2 separate regions of the Mus musculus genome follow, and region 1 is linked to region 2. Evidence: chromatin contacts called from public HiChIP or PLAC-seq data. All regions are on one chromosome and are shown on one strand. Each heading gives the region's core, a stretch centred on a gene start, on an enhancer-like site or on the middle of the called end of the contact. The rest is flanking DNA. Distances are from core to core; before and after follow the strand shown.

Region 1 (6,174 bases), core at 3,384-5,883, 450 kb after region 2:
GGTTGCCTAGTATTTTATCCTGTGAGCAGAGGACAGCTTGCTCATTCATCCATCCCCATACCATGCCCGTTTTTAGGAACTGCTTCTCTTTGTGTGAGTCTGTGAGTACAAGTGTGTGTGTGTGTGTGTGTGTGTGAGAGAGAGAGAGAGAGAGAGAGAGAGAGAGAGAGAGAGAGAGAGAGAGAGAGAGAGACATACTGAGCACTGCTGTGCAGAGGTCAGAGGAAGGTCGGATATCTAGTGCCATCTTATTCTTTTGAGGCAGGCTCTCTCTCTCCCAGAACCTGGGGTATGTGTGTTCCCAGCCCACCCCCCCTCCTTAGGGTGGTGGCCATCAAGCCCCAGCAATGCCCTTGTTTTCAGCCCCACAGTGCGAGGATAGCCAATGTGTATGAGACCACCTCTTCTCTCACAGTTGCTCAGTGTGCCCTTAACCCTCTGGCCCTTTTCTCAGGCTGGCCTCATGTAGTCCAGGCTGGCCTCAAACTCTAAGTGTAGTTGAAAATGACACTGAGCCGGACATGGTGGCACACGCCTTTAATCCCAGCACTTGGGAGGCAGAGTGACACTGAGTTTCTGGTTTTTGTTGTTGTTGTTTTGAGACAAGGTTTCTCTGTGTATCCCCGGCTGTCCTGGAACTTACTCTGTAGACCAGGCTGGCCTCGAACTCAGAAATCTGCCTGCCTCTGCCTCCCAAGTGCTGGGATTAAAGGCGTGTGCCACCACTGCCCGGCAACACTGAGTTTCTGATCCCTCCTGCCTCTACCCCCTGAATTCTGGAGTCTCATGTCTGTGCTACCACACCTGTTACAAATTCTTAATGTTCAGCTCCCCCGACCTCAGATACGGTCTCATGTATAAGCTGGCTTTTAACAAGAATGACTTTGCATTCCCAATCTTCCTGCCTCTACTTCTTGCATCCTGGGGTGACAGGTGTGCACTACACACGGTTTATGAGGTGGCGGGTGCATGCCAGGTTAAGCATTCTAGCACATGAGCTGCCTGGCCCCCATTCATCTCTTGATAGAGTTGCTTTGTTTCCTTTTTGGGATATTACACACAATGCTGCGATGAACACATGCTGGAGGAGAGCTGCTGACCATGGCAAGTCCATGGTTAAGGTCATTGCAGTTTTGGATTTTTTTTTTTAAAGATTTATTTATTATTATATGTAAGTACACTGTAGCTGTCTTCCCACACTCCAGAAGAGGGCACCAGATCTCATTACACGTGGTTGTGAGCCACCATGTGGATGCTGGGATTTGAACTCAGGACCTTCAGAAGAGCAGTCAGTGCTCTTAACCACTGAGCTAACTCTCCAGCCCATTTTTTAGTTTCTTGAGACAGGGTTTCTCTGTGTAGCCCTGGTTATCCTGGAACTCACTCTGTAAACAAAGCTGGCTTCCAACTCAGAATATTTTTTGGTTTTCTGAAGCAGGATCATATTGTGTAGCCCGGGCTGGCCTAGAGCTCCATATATAGACCACAGAGATCTACCTGCTTCTGCCTTGTGAATGCCAGGGTTAAATGTGTGCCCTTCCAAGCCTGGCTTAACTTTACTCTTTACATTTTATTTTTTATGTGTGAGCATTTTGTCCGCATTCATATTTGTGTACCATGTGTGCAGTGCCCGAGAATGCCAAAAGAGGGCGTCGGATGCCGTGAGACTAGACTTAGGAAGCCTTGCCCCAATCCTGCCCACCTCTCAGATGGGCTAATGTCTCTCTTGCCACTGAGATGGGAGAACTGAGGTCGGTTTGGCTCGGGCCTCCCGGCTATGTGGCCACGATAGGCACATCTCTTCCTAAGGGTCTTTTTTACTTTCTGGATAAAGTTTTGTTCACTAATTTAAATTTTATTATTTTGTGTGTATGGGTGTTTGGCCATCATGTATGTACGTGAAGCCTGAGTGGGCCAGAAGATGTTGTTTGTTAGATGCAGTGTGTGCTGGGAACTGAACCTGGAAGAGCAGCTAGTGCTCTTAACCATGGAGTATATGTGTTTGTGTATGAGAGGAAAGTGTGGCTACATGTGTGGAGGTCAGAGGCCAGATTTTAACCTGTTTTTTTGTTTGTTTGTTTGTTTGTTTTTGATTTTTCGAGACAGGGTTTCTCTGTGCAGTCCTGGCTGACCTGGGACTCACTCTGTAGACCAGGCTGGCCTCAAACTCAGAAATCCACCTGCCTCTGCCTCCTGAGTGCTGGGATTAAAGGCGTGCGACACCACGCCCGGCTTGATTTCAGCCTGTTTTAACTATTGTCAAGACAGCATCTGGCTGGTCTCTACTGCTCAATCCTGCAACTAGGCCTTCGGGTGCTAGGATTACAACACACACACTCCCTTGCCTGGGTCCAGACCTTTCCTTTTAGATGAAATCTAATTGACCTATTTTGTTTTTTCAATTGGGGTTTAAGTATTATTCCTTTTGTTTGTTTGGTTTGGTTTTCTGCTGTCCTGGAACTCACTTTGTAGACAAGGCTGGCTTTGAACTCAGGGATCCTCCTACCTCTGCTGGGATTAAACGTGTGTCCCTGGCCGGGCGGTGGTGGTGCACGCCTTTAATCCCAGCACTTGGGAGGCAGAGGCAGGCGAATTTCTGAGTTTGAGGCCAGCCTGGTCTATAGAGTGAGTTCCAGGTCAGCCAGGGCTATACAGAGAAACCCTGTCTCGAAAAACAAAAACAAAAACCAAACAAAACAAAAAAAAAAGTGTGTCCCCCCACTTACAGTTAAATTTCAGTTCTAATAAATCATTGCCTAATTCCGGGGTAAGATGTGTATCAACATTTTCTTCTAAGTGTTCTACAAGTTGGCTGGGTGTGGTGGCTCATGTCTCTAACTATGGCATGCAGATGAGGCAGCTGCATCACTGTACGTCAGGAAAGCCCGAACTAAGATGATGTCTCAGAGAATTAAATAGTACAAGGTAAGATCTTAGATAATTCATCACAGTTTTCATGTGCATGTGTGTGCGTGTGTGTGCATGTGCACGCGTGTTGCAGGCAATTAAAGCCAGACTCTCAAATATGCTACACCAGTGCTCTACCATGAATCTCCATCCCAGTGCAGTGTCCGAGCTGAGCACTGGTACAAGAAGAGACGGGGAACTGGGCAGTCTTTTGTCAACCTGATATAGGCTGCTGTCATCTGTGAAGGGGATCCTCAGTTGAGAAGATGCTTCTATCAAACTGACCTATAGGTAAAACTGTAAGGGCATTTTCTTGACTAATGACTGATGCGGGCCCTGCCCACTGTGGGCGGTGTCATCCCTGGCCAGGTGATGTGGGAGTGTATGAGATCACAGGTGAGTAAACCATGGGGAACAAGGCAGGAAGCAGCAGTCCTCCATGGCTCTACCTCAGTGCCTGCCCTGACTTCCATGACTGACAGAGCTATGACATAAACCCTCTCCTTCCTAGGCTGCTTTTTGCTGTGGTGCTTATCATAGCAGTGGACACCCAGACACCCAGCGAGGACAGACCCAGTCTCCTTCTGCAGTGGGACTGACCAACTGCTAAGGAGTCCACCTTTTCCCCACCCAAAGCCTTGGTAGACCTGTCCATCATCACTCACCTGCTGGGTACATGGCTCAGTCAGCAGAGCTGTACCTAGTGTGCAAGAAGCCTTAGGTTTGATCCCCAGCACCACACAAGCCAGGTGTGTGGGTACACAGCTCTAGTGCAGAATTTAGGGAGTAGAAGCAAGAGGATGGGAAGTTCAAGGTCATCCTGGGATGTGTGGTGAGATGGGGTCCTGGGTCAGTTTTGTTCTTGTTCTACTGGTCTGTTTGCCTGGCCTTAAGTGAGGGGTGTGTGTGTGTGTGTGTGTGTGTGTGTGTGTGTGTGTGTGTTGGAAGGCAACCCAAACCCCTCCTTGCACAGACTTGGCAGCTGCCTACACTGAGTTAATGGGGACCCTTTTTACTTATTATTTTCAGTTTGAGATAGCATCCTGCTAAACTGCCCAGGTTAGCCTTGAACTCAACTGTCTCAGCCTCCTCGGCCTCCCACCTGCTGGTGTTACAGGCACATACTACCACAGCCAGTCTGAAACACATTTTAAAAATTTAGTTTGTGGGCTGAATGTGTTAGCCCACACCTGTAATCCCAGTACTCAGGAGGCAGAGGTACAGGGACGGACAGGGGCAGGGGCAGGTGGATTTCTAAATTCAAGGCCAGCCTGGTCTTAGACACAATAGACCTTTAATTTGGAGTGTGAATCTGAAGGCCTTGGTGTAGGAGTGAAAGCTTTAGGAATAAAGAAGACTACAAAGTGACCCGTACTGCCTGGATGCTGGGCCCTGAAGCAGTAACCAGAGGCTTCACCAGGTCGCAGGCGCAGCCCTTGAGCTCCTAGGCAGGGCCAATAGCTCTAGGCTGGAGCTGAACTAGCACAGGACTGAGTAACCACTGGCCAGCGATGAGGATGATACTTGAACGCTGGGGAGTCGAGGAAATCTCCACAGGAAGAAATGGGGACCCAGGCAAGGACTTTGAAAGGTCACATGGGAGGCAGTGAAACCTAAAAGCCAAAGAGGGGGAGCAAAGGAAAAGCATGCAGGTCAGGGACCTCCCAGAGCACCAGGGTGACTCAGCTGAGGGTGGAGCACATAGTGTGGGGAGAGGGTGGAGGAGTGCAGGAAGCAGAAACAGCAGCTCTGCACTCAGCCATCTTGTCTTGAAAGAAAGCAGCAGGAGCCAGCATGAGGTATACAGGCAGCTTGGTTTCCACTCCGTTTTCAGAGGCTTGGCAGAGCTGGGGTGAGCTACCTCCCAGACAGAGCAAACACCTGCCTTCCACAAGCACATGAGCTAATTCAAAATCCTCCCCAACAACTCACCTCACACAACACCCAGGCCTTCCCTGTCCTCAGTCACCATGGGGCCAAATCCTAGACATCTAGAGACCTGCTATGACCCAGACCAGAGCAGTGTCCCTCCATCCAGCTCTCTCCAGGGAGGCTCAAATGGGTCTGCCCAACCCAGCCAGTTCACTCTAGAGAAAGTCCTACCAAAGCTCCTGGCCTCTGCCTAGACAGACAGATGACAGACAGACAGACAGACAGACAGACAGATATAGGCACTGAGAAACTGACACACCCCTACTTTATGGGCATGGCCATGTGTGCCCCCCCTCTCTTGGGAGCAGTAAGCAAACTTTCCTTCAAAAGTGCTTGCCTCGGGCCGGGCGTGGTGGCGCACGCCTTTAATCCCAGCACTTGGGAGGCAGAGGTAGGCGGATTTCTGAGTTCGAGGCCAGCCTGGTCTACAGAGTGAGTTCCAGGACACCCTAGGCTACCCAGAGAAACCCTGTCTCATAAAAAAACAAAAAACAAAAAAACCAAAACAACAACAACAACAACAAAAAGGTGTTTGCTTCCATGCCTGTCAGCCTAACAAATCTGTTACAAATCCAATCAGGATGGAGGGAGAGAAGGAGGGAGAGAAGGAGGGAGAGAAGGAGGGAGAGAAGGAGGGAGAGAAGGAGGGAGAGAAGGGTTTCCCAGGTTAAGATACTGCACTACTCTTGCAGAGGACAGCACAAACTTCCTTCCCACGCGTTGGGCAATACAACCACCTGGAACTCCAGCACCAGGAGATCTGTCGCCCTCTTCTGGCCTTTGGGAACACTGCACTCACACTCCCATACATCCCACAGAGACAGGGCACACATATGCACATAAATACACACTAAATAAATGTTTCTATTTTTGGTGTTTTGTTTGCTTTTGTTTTTGGAGACAGGGTTTCTCTGTGTAGCCCTGGCCATCCTGGATCTTGTTCTGTAGTCCAGGCTGGCCTCAAACTCAGAAATCTGCCTGCCTCTGCCTCCCGAGTGCTGGGATTAAAGGCGTGAGCCACCACTTGCAGCAAGATGTGTCTTATGTGTGTGTGCATTGGTGTTTTTTCTTGAGTGTATATCTATGTGAGGGTGTCAGATTCCCTGGAACCTCTACTTTATGGCCATGGCCACATGGCTATGGCCATAGACAACCATGATCTGTATGTAGGTGCTGGGAATTGAACTTGGGTCTTCTGTAAGAGCAAGACCACCTCTCTAGCTCCACAATGAATTTTTTAAAAATAAATATTCTTAATTCTATGTGTATGGCTGTGTTGCCCGTATATATGTATGTGTACCATGTCACATAGATGGTGCCCACAGAAGTCAGAAG
Region 2 (6,567 bases), core at 157-2,656:
CATGCCCCAGCCCATCACAGCCCTGACTCTGTTTCACATTCAAAACAGGCAAGTCTAAGACCACCACTTTCTACACCCATTCTGCCATTTCCTGGCTCTCTGTGCTGCCTCTGTTGCCAAGGCTACTATACCTAGAAAGCCTGTAGTTCCACCAACTCCATCCCTTACTGAGCCCAGCAGGAATGCTGTTTTCCACGAGTGCACAGTGAAGAATGAGTGACAGGTGATTCTGTCAACAACACACACAGGCTGTTGCAAACACGGGTCACATCTTTAATGAACTAAAGACAAGCTGAGCATTGTGGCACAGGCCTGTCATCCTGCATCTGGGAGGCTGAGACAAGACTGCTACATCTAGGGACAGCCTGGGCTATATGAAGCTGCTTAAAACATAAAACAAAACCAGGGCAAGGATTTAGCCTGTGGAGCATTTGCATCGAAGCTGTGCTTTGGCTGTGCACACTATGATCCCAGCACTCCAGAGAGCAGGCATGGCCATCAGGAATTCAGTGCTCTTCAGCAACATGGGGAGTCTGAGGCCAGCCTGGGCTAAAGGAGACTGTCTTCTTTTATAACCAAACTTCCCTTTTGGGGGGAGTGGGGGAGGCGAGGAGGGTACAGTTCAAGACGGGGTTTTTCTGTAGCACCCTGGCTGTCCTGGAAGTCGCTATGTAGATCAGAGTGGTCCAAAACTCAGAGACTTGACTGCCTCTGCCTCTGGGTGCTGGGATTTAAGGCACACCAAGCTACCTCCGGTTTAGGACTATTATTAAGACAGATTACAGTATTACCCGAACTGACCTAGAACTGCTTATGAAGATCAGGCTGACCCTAAACTTACAGAGATCAGCCTCCCAAGTGCTGGAATAGAAGGCGTGCACCATGATGCCTGACTTTAGACACTTAAAAAAGGGGGGCGGGGGGGGTTTAAAAACGAAACAGTAAGAGGTTTTATGATGGAGCTAGTGGCGCACACCTGTCACCTCACCATTACCCTGACTTCAGGTCAGCCTGGGCTATAAAGTGAGCCCCTGTCAATCAACCACCAGAAAGTTGGAAGCTTGGCACAGGGGTGCACACCTGTCATCCTAGCACTGGAGGGGTGAAGACTGGAGGCGCAGGACCTCAAGGTTAGCCTCGGTTACAGAGTAAATTGAAAACCATCCCTAATTATAAGAGAAACCGAGTCCTCGGACCAGAACCTCAGAGCGCGCCGGAAGCTGCTCCGCACGCTGCCCACCTTCACGCGCTGAGCCTCGTTGATGCACTGCTGGTAGCTGCCGATGTAGAAAGCGTTCTTCACGTCGAACAGCTCATCTACCTCTCCGGAGCCGCCAGAGACCGCGCCAGGAACCGGAGGAGCCATGTCACCGCACCTCTAACCAACCTTCTTCTGGGACACGTAGGCCGGAAGCAGGTCCCCGTCGTCAGGAACTCTGGGAAACGTAGTTCTATGGGACAAATCAGAGGCGATGAAAAAGAAACCTTGCAAAGCCTCCCGAGAACTATAGTTCGGATTCCGTCAACAAACACAAGGCCTTCAGAACCAAAACACTGAAAAGCGGTCAAAGCTCGGATTGGTTGAAGGATCTGGAGAGGGTCTCTCCGTGACGTCACATTCCTCCGCCAACGTCCTCTCACAACTTTTCCAGGCCGGACTGCGCCGGGGTGGACGTGACGTAGCATTCACGCGCCGGAAGCACTCATTTCTAGGTTCTCTGCCCGGGTCTGGAGCATGGCGGGGTTCGCTGAGATCGGGTTGTCGTCGTGGCTGGTAGAACAGTGTCGACAGCTGGGGTTGAAGCAGCCCACGCCGGTGCAGCTCGGGTGCATTCCGGCCATCCTGGAAGGTGAGTTCTCGCCTTTCTTTTAATGCCTTTCTTTGCCCGCTCTTCCTTAGCCCCACTTGGGTTCCAGGAATCAGGACAGCATTGAGTGTTTCGGGGACCCTGACCCGCAGCATTGACATTTACGCTGCGACCGACTCGTGTTCATTATCACACAGGTGATGGGTGGCACCTCTTAAGTTTTCGTAGCACCCGAGCATAGGGAGAGATCGGTGAATGACTAAAACATGGCACTGAAAAAAAAAAAGGGTAGAGCTGGCTTTGACGTAGAAGCCGTCAAACTCCAGGTAAAAACCAATGCTCCGTGTTTGTGTCAGTGCTCTTCGACCCAGTTCACTTTTGCCATTAAAGAGGCGTCCTTGGAGCCGGACGTGGTGACTCTCAGTCATCTCAATACTGAGCAGGTGGAAGCAAGAGGATCAGGAGTTCAAGGTGATCCTCAGTTTGGTAGCAAGTTGCAGACCAGCCTGGGCTACCTGAAAATTTGTTTCAAACAAGCAATTATAATAATTGTTGGAAATTAGATAATAACACGTTCAAGGGACTAGTGGAAATGAAACAGTTTTAAATATTCAATTCTGGAGAAAGGGGTACCAGCATAGAGAAAAGGCAAAAATAGCTGGTGTGGTGATTTCAAGCAAGTTTTTGAAGCCTTTCCCCAAATATGGGAAATTCCTGACCTTTTCTTCCATAGACCTGCAGGGCTTTTCCCCTCCCCAAATTCCCCATCCCATTGGTCCATTGGGGCCCCAAGTCTTCTCTAATGAATAGTTTGGGTCTTGAGGCTGCCTCTCTTCTATTCTCTTTTCTTTCTTTTTTTTTTCCCTTGTTTTTTTGTTTTTTTGAGACAGGGTTTCTCTGTATAGCCCTGGCTGTCCTGGAACTCACTCTGTAGAACAGGCTGGCCTTGAACTCAGAAATCTGCCTGCCTCTGCCTCCCAAGTGCTGAAATTAAAGGTGTGCGCCACTACTGCCTGGCTGCCCTTCCTTTCTAATCATGGGCTCAGTCACATAGCAGAGCACCTGTAACTCTCCGAGTCTTAGACTAACTAGGGGAGAGAAGGACCCAGTGCCTCCAACTCATCTGTAGCTCTAGTGAACTGTAAGCTCACCTCGTACTAAAAGCAGACCATACCCATCTATTTCTTACAATAATGAGGGAATGCCCAAGGGACCAATCATGGCCCTTGCTCCACACTGATGCTGCTTTGCCATCTGCCTAGGTCGGGACTGCTTGGGCTGTGCAAAAACAGGAAGTGGCAAGACAGCAGCCTTTGTGCTTCCCATCTTGCAGAAGCTGTCTGAGGACCCTTATGGCATCTTCTGCTTGGTTCTGACACCCACCAGGTGAGCCTCCCCACTCAGCCACATGTGCTTTCTTTTTTTTTTTTTTTGGTTTTTCGAGACAGGGTCTCTGTGTAGCCCTGGCTGTCCTGTAGACCAGGCTGGCCTTGAACTCAGAAATCCGCCTGCCTCTGCCTCCCAAGTGCTGGGATTAAAGGTGTGCGCCACCACGCCCAGCTCCACATGTGCTTTCTTGACCTGTCCGAGTTGCACTTTGCTCTTGTGTGAAATGGGGTAAGAATCATTCCTCTCTTGTAGGGTTGCAGAATCAAGCAGGGCTAATGGTGTGTGTGAAACATTCCTAGCACTCAAGAGGGAGCTACCAAGTCTAACAGCTAGGGAAACAAAATGATATCCTTGGGCCAGTAAGATTGCTTAGCAGGCAGAGCCATTTGCCTATAAGCCTAAGTTCAGCCCCCAGGGACTCACCTTCAGGGTGAAAGGAAAGAAGTGACTTCCACAGATTGGCCTCTGACCTCCATTGGAGCGCCACATCATGCATGTGCACACCCATATAGATAAAGAAATGTAATAAATGTGTTTAAAAGATATTGTAGCTGGGCTGTGGTGGCACACGCCTTTAATCCCAGCACTTGAGAGGCAGAGGCAGGCAGAGATCTGAGTTTGAGGCCAGCCTGCTCTACAGAGTGAGGTCCAGGACAGCCAGGGCTACACAGAGAAACCCTGTCTCAAAAAACCAAAAAAAAAAAAAAAGCTATTGTAGGTATATAGGTTCCATTGTGCATAGGAGAGGCCAGCAGCAGGGAACAGAAAGGATGCTGTCAGCATCTTGAATATAGGTCTCAAATATCACACAGAGGATGAGATTGCGATTGTGTTTACATGTGGGTCAGGGTTAACATCAGGCACCCTCCATTTCTCCCGCTGTGTTTTATTTATTTTTATGTATATTTTTTATTAGGTATTTTCCTCATTTACATTTCCAATGCTATCCCAAAAGTCCCTCATACCCTCCCCCCACTGTGTTTTATTTTTTAACTCCTTTCCCCCACCACTCATCCCCCAGAGCCTGCTGTCCTGGAGCTCCCTCTGTGGACCAGGCTGGCACTGACTCACAGAGATCCTTCTGCCTCGGCCTCCTGAGTGCTGGGATTAAAAGTGGGTACCACCACACCCTGCCAAAGGTTTGATTATTTATATGCCATGGACAGAAGAAGGTGTTGAGTCCTGTGAGAGACAGTTGTAAGCTGCCATGTGAGTGCTGGAAATTAAACTCAGGACCCCTGGAAGAGGTCTCAGTTGCTGAGCTGTCTCTCCACCCCCGTCTTCTATTTATTTCCTTTTGGATTTTCTAGGCAGGGTTTCTTTGTGTAACTGTGGCTCTCCTGGACCTCACTCTGTGGACCAAGCTGGCCTCCAATTCACAAAGATCTGCCTGCTGTTGCAGGATGTTTGATCACACTGTGAACCCTAAGATTGTGTTATTTAACTTGTCTTTAGTTGTGGTGTGGCTCAGCTTTAGCACACATCTTTAATGCCTCTGATGTCTAATCAGAGACATGCCCTTAGTACACTGCTTTAATCCCAAACAATGTAAGTAAAGTTAGTTTGTAGAAGGAAGTACCCATGTTTGAAAGTGATGTCTAATTGAGTGGCAGACAGTGAGATTTGACAGAGTAGCACATGGCCAACTCTCAGGAGAAGAGGAATGGGAAGCTACGTGAGGGGCAGTGCAGAGAGGAGGAGGCAGTTCTCCTGGGACAGTTGTGCAGAGGCAGGTTGCAGGGAGAGAACAACTCTACACAGGTGAAGACAGACCGAGCCAAAGAATCAGGAGCCAGAAGATTAGAACAGATTGCCAGAATTACAGAATTACTATGAGGCCGAGCGGGGCAATTCAGGAGAAGCGGGGGGGGGGGGGGGGGGGGGCCTCATAGTGTGAGTGTGTGTTAGTTTGAATCAGTCAGTGTGAAGAGAAGTTAGAGCTGGAAAGAACTAGAAAGGGTGAGCTTACTCAGCAGTGAGCCTCAGAGGCTGAAAACATTTTAGGCCTAGGTAAGATTGTACAGAGGCAGCCGGGCAGGCGGATTTCTGAGTTCGAGGCCAGCCTAGTCTAAAAAGTGAGTTCCAGGACAGCCAGGGCTATACAGAGAAACCCTGTCTCGAAAAAAAAGAAAAGAAAAGAAAAGAAAAGAAAAGAAAAGAAAAAAAGAAAAGAAAAGAAAAGAAAAGAAAAGAAAAAAAAAGATTGTACAGGACTAGGCCTAGGTTAGCAGACAGGCAGTAAGCCTTGGAGACAACAATTAGAGCAGAGAATGAACTCTTATAATAAAACTGCCTTTTTATAGCCTGCCTTTGTCTCCCGAGTGCTGGGATTAAAGGTGCGCCACCAACACCCAGCCTCTCCCATCCTATTTTTTGAGACATGGTCTCTTACTGTCTCATTAATTGTAGGCTGTGTATCCTCCTGCCTCAGTGCCCTTCCTCATCCCCACTGAGGTTATAGATATGGCTGCTGTGCACTGAGCTTTTACAGAGATGCTAAGCATCTGAACCCAGGCCCTCATGCCTCGGCAGTGAGCAGTTTGTCCTGAGATGTTTGTATGCATGTGCCACTGTGCTCATGTGGAGGGCAGAGGACCAGCTGAAGGAATCATGTGGAACCAGCTTTCCTTCCACCATGTGGGTCCTGGAGAGGGAACTCCAGATGTGAGCTTGTATCTTGCCTGCTGAGACATGTTGCCAGTCTCCTTAGAATTGGTTTTGAGGAGGCCAGGAGGAGCCTGGAGGAAAGAGAGGGGATGGGAGATAGGCACAGGCACCCATTCATCCCGCTGGCTCTTGTCATCCACAGAGAGCTGGCCTACCAGATCGCTGAGCAGTTCCGGGTGCTGGGGAAGCCTCTGGGTCTGAAGGACTGCATCATTGTTGGTGGAATGGGTATGGGGGCTGAGAGGCTGCGGTGGGCCTTGGGGGTTCCTGCTCATCCCTCCCACTCAGTCTCACCTCTCCCTCCACTTCAGACATGGTGGCTCAGGCGCTGGAGCTCTCTCGGAAGCCACATGTAGTGATTGCCACCCCTGGGCGCCTGGCTGACCACCTGCGCAGTTCCAACACTTTCAACATGAAGAAAATCCAATTCCTGGTGAGCCAGCTGTGCTCCTGAGGCTAGAGACTGGGCTGGGGGGCCACCTTGTGTCAATTCTCTCTCTTCTCCTCTGCTGTTCTATGAGACATGGGATCTCTATGGAGGAGCCCTGGCTGTCCTGGAGCTCTGTATACACATGTGCATGACTGTGCTCAGCTGGTACCCGTTCCTGACACTGGTATCACAGATGGTTGAGCAAAGGGCTAGAAATAAAGACAAGGGCCAGCTGGGTGTGCTGACACTCAGAATACAGAGGTAGAAGGAGCT

Evidence for each region. HiChIP or PLAC-seq counts read pairs in DNA pulled down with a chosen protein or histone mark.
Region 1: an H3K4me3 HiChIP or PLAC-seq map of bone marrow-derived macrophages shows a contact between it and region 2, with 2.3 times the contacts expected there. The contact joins the enhancer-like site here to the promoter of Cope in region 2. A contact is called at or near these places in 7 of 39 promoter capture datasets (the C10 cell line, cranial neural crest, liver and 3 more), 3 of 115 datasets of contacts at active chromatin or transcription factors (bone marrow-derived macrophages and large pre-B cells) and 2 of 9 other capture datasets (liver and macrophages).

What each region holds. Positions count from the first base shown.
Region 1 is chr8:69,849,535-69,855,708 of GRCm38.p6, reverse strand. All of the region lies in intron 1 of Pbx4 (pre B cell leukemia homeobox 4), which reads right to left. Among named protein-coding and RNA genes, the nearest start is that of Pbx4, 20 kb to the right of the region's middle. Within about 2 kb of position 4,633, at least 73 of the 459 cell types and tissues checked have an H3K27ac peak or open chromatin away from gene starts, as enhancers often do. A contact at or near this core is called in bone marrow-derived macrophages, where this site is marked.
Region 2 is chr8:70,297,606-70,304,172 of GRCm38.p6, reverse strand. It overlaps Cope (coatomer protein complex, subunit epsilon), which reads right to left and starts at 1,406. Exons shown (of 10, transcript NM_021538.2): 1 at 1,241-1,406. The coding sequence starts at 1,366. Ddx49 (DEAD box helicase 49) reads left to right here and starts at 1,721. Exons shown (of 13, transcript NM_001024922.2): 1 at 1,721-1,850; 2 at 3,071-3,194; 3 at 6,007-6,092; 4 at 6,176-6,297. The coding sequence starts at 1,736.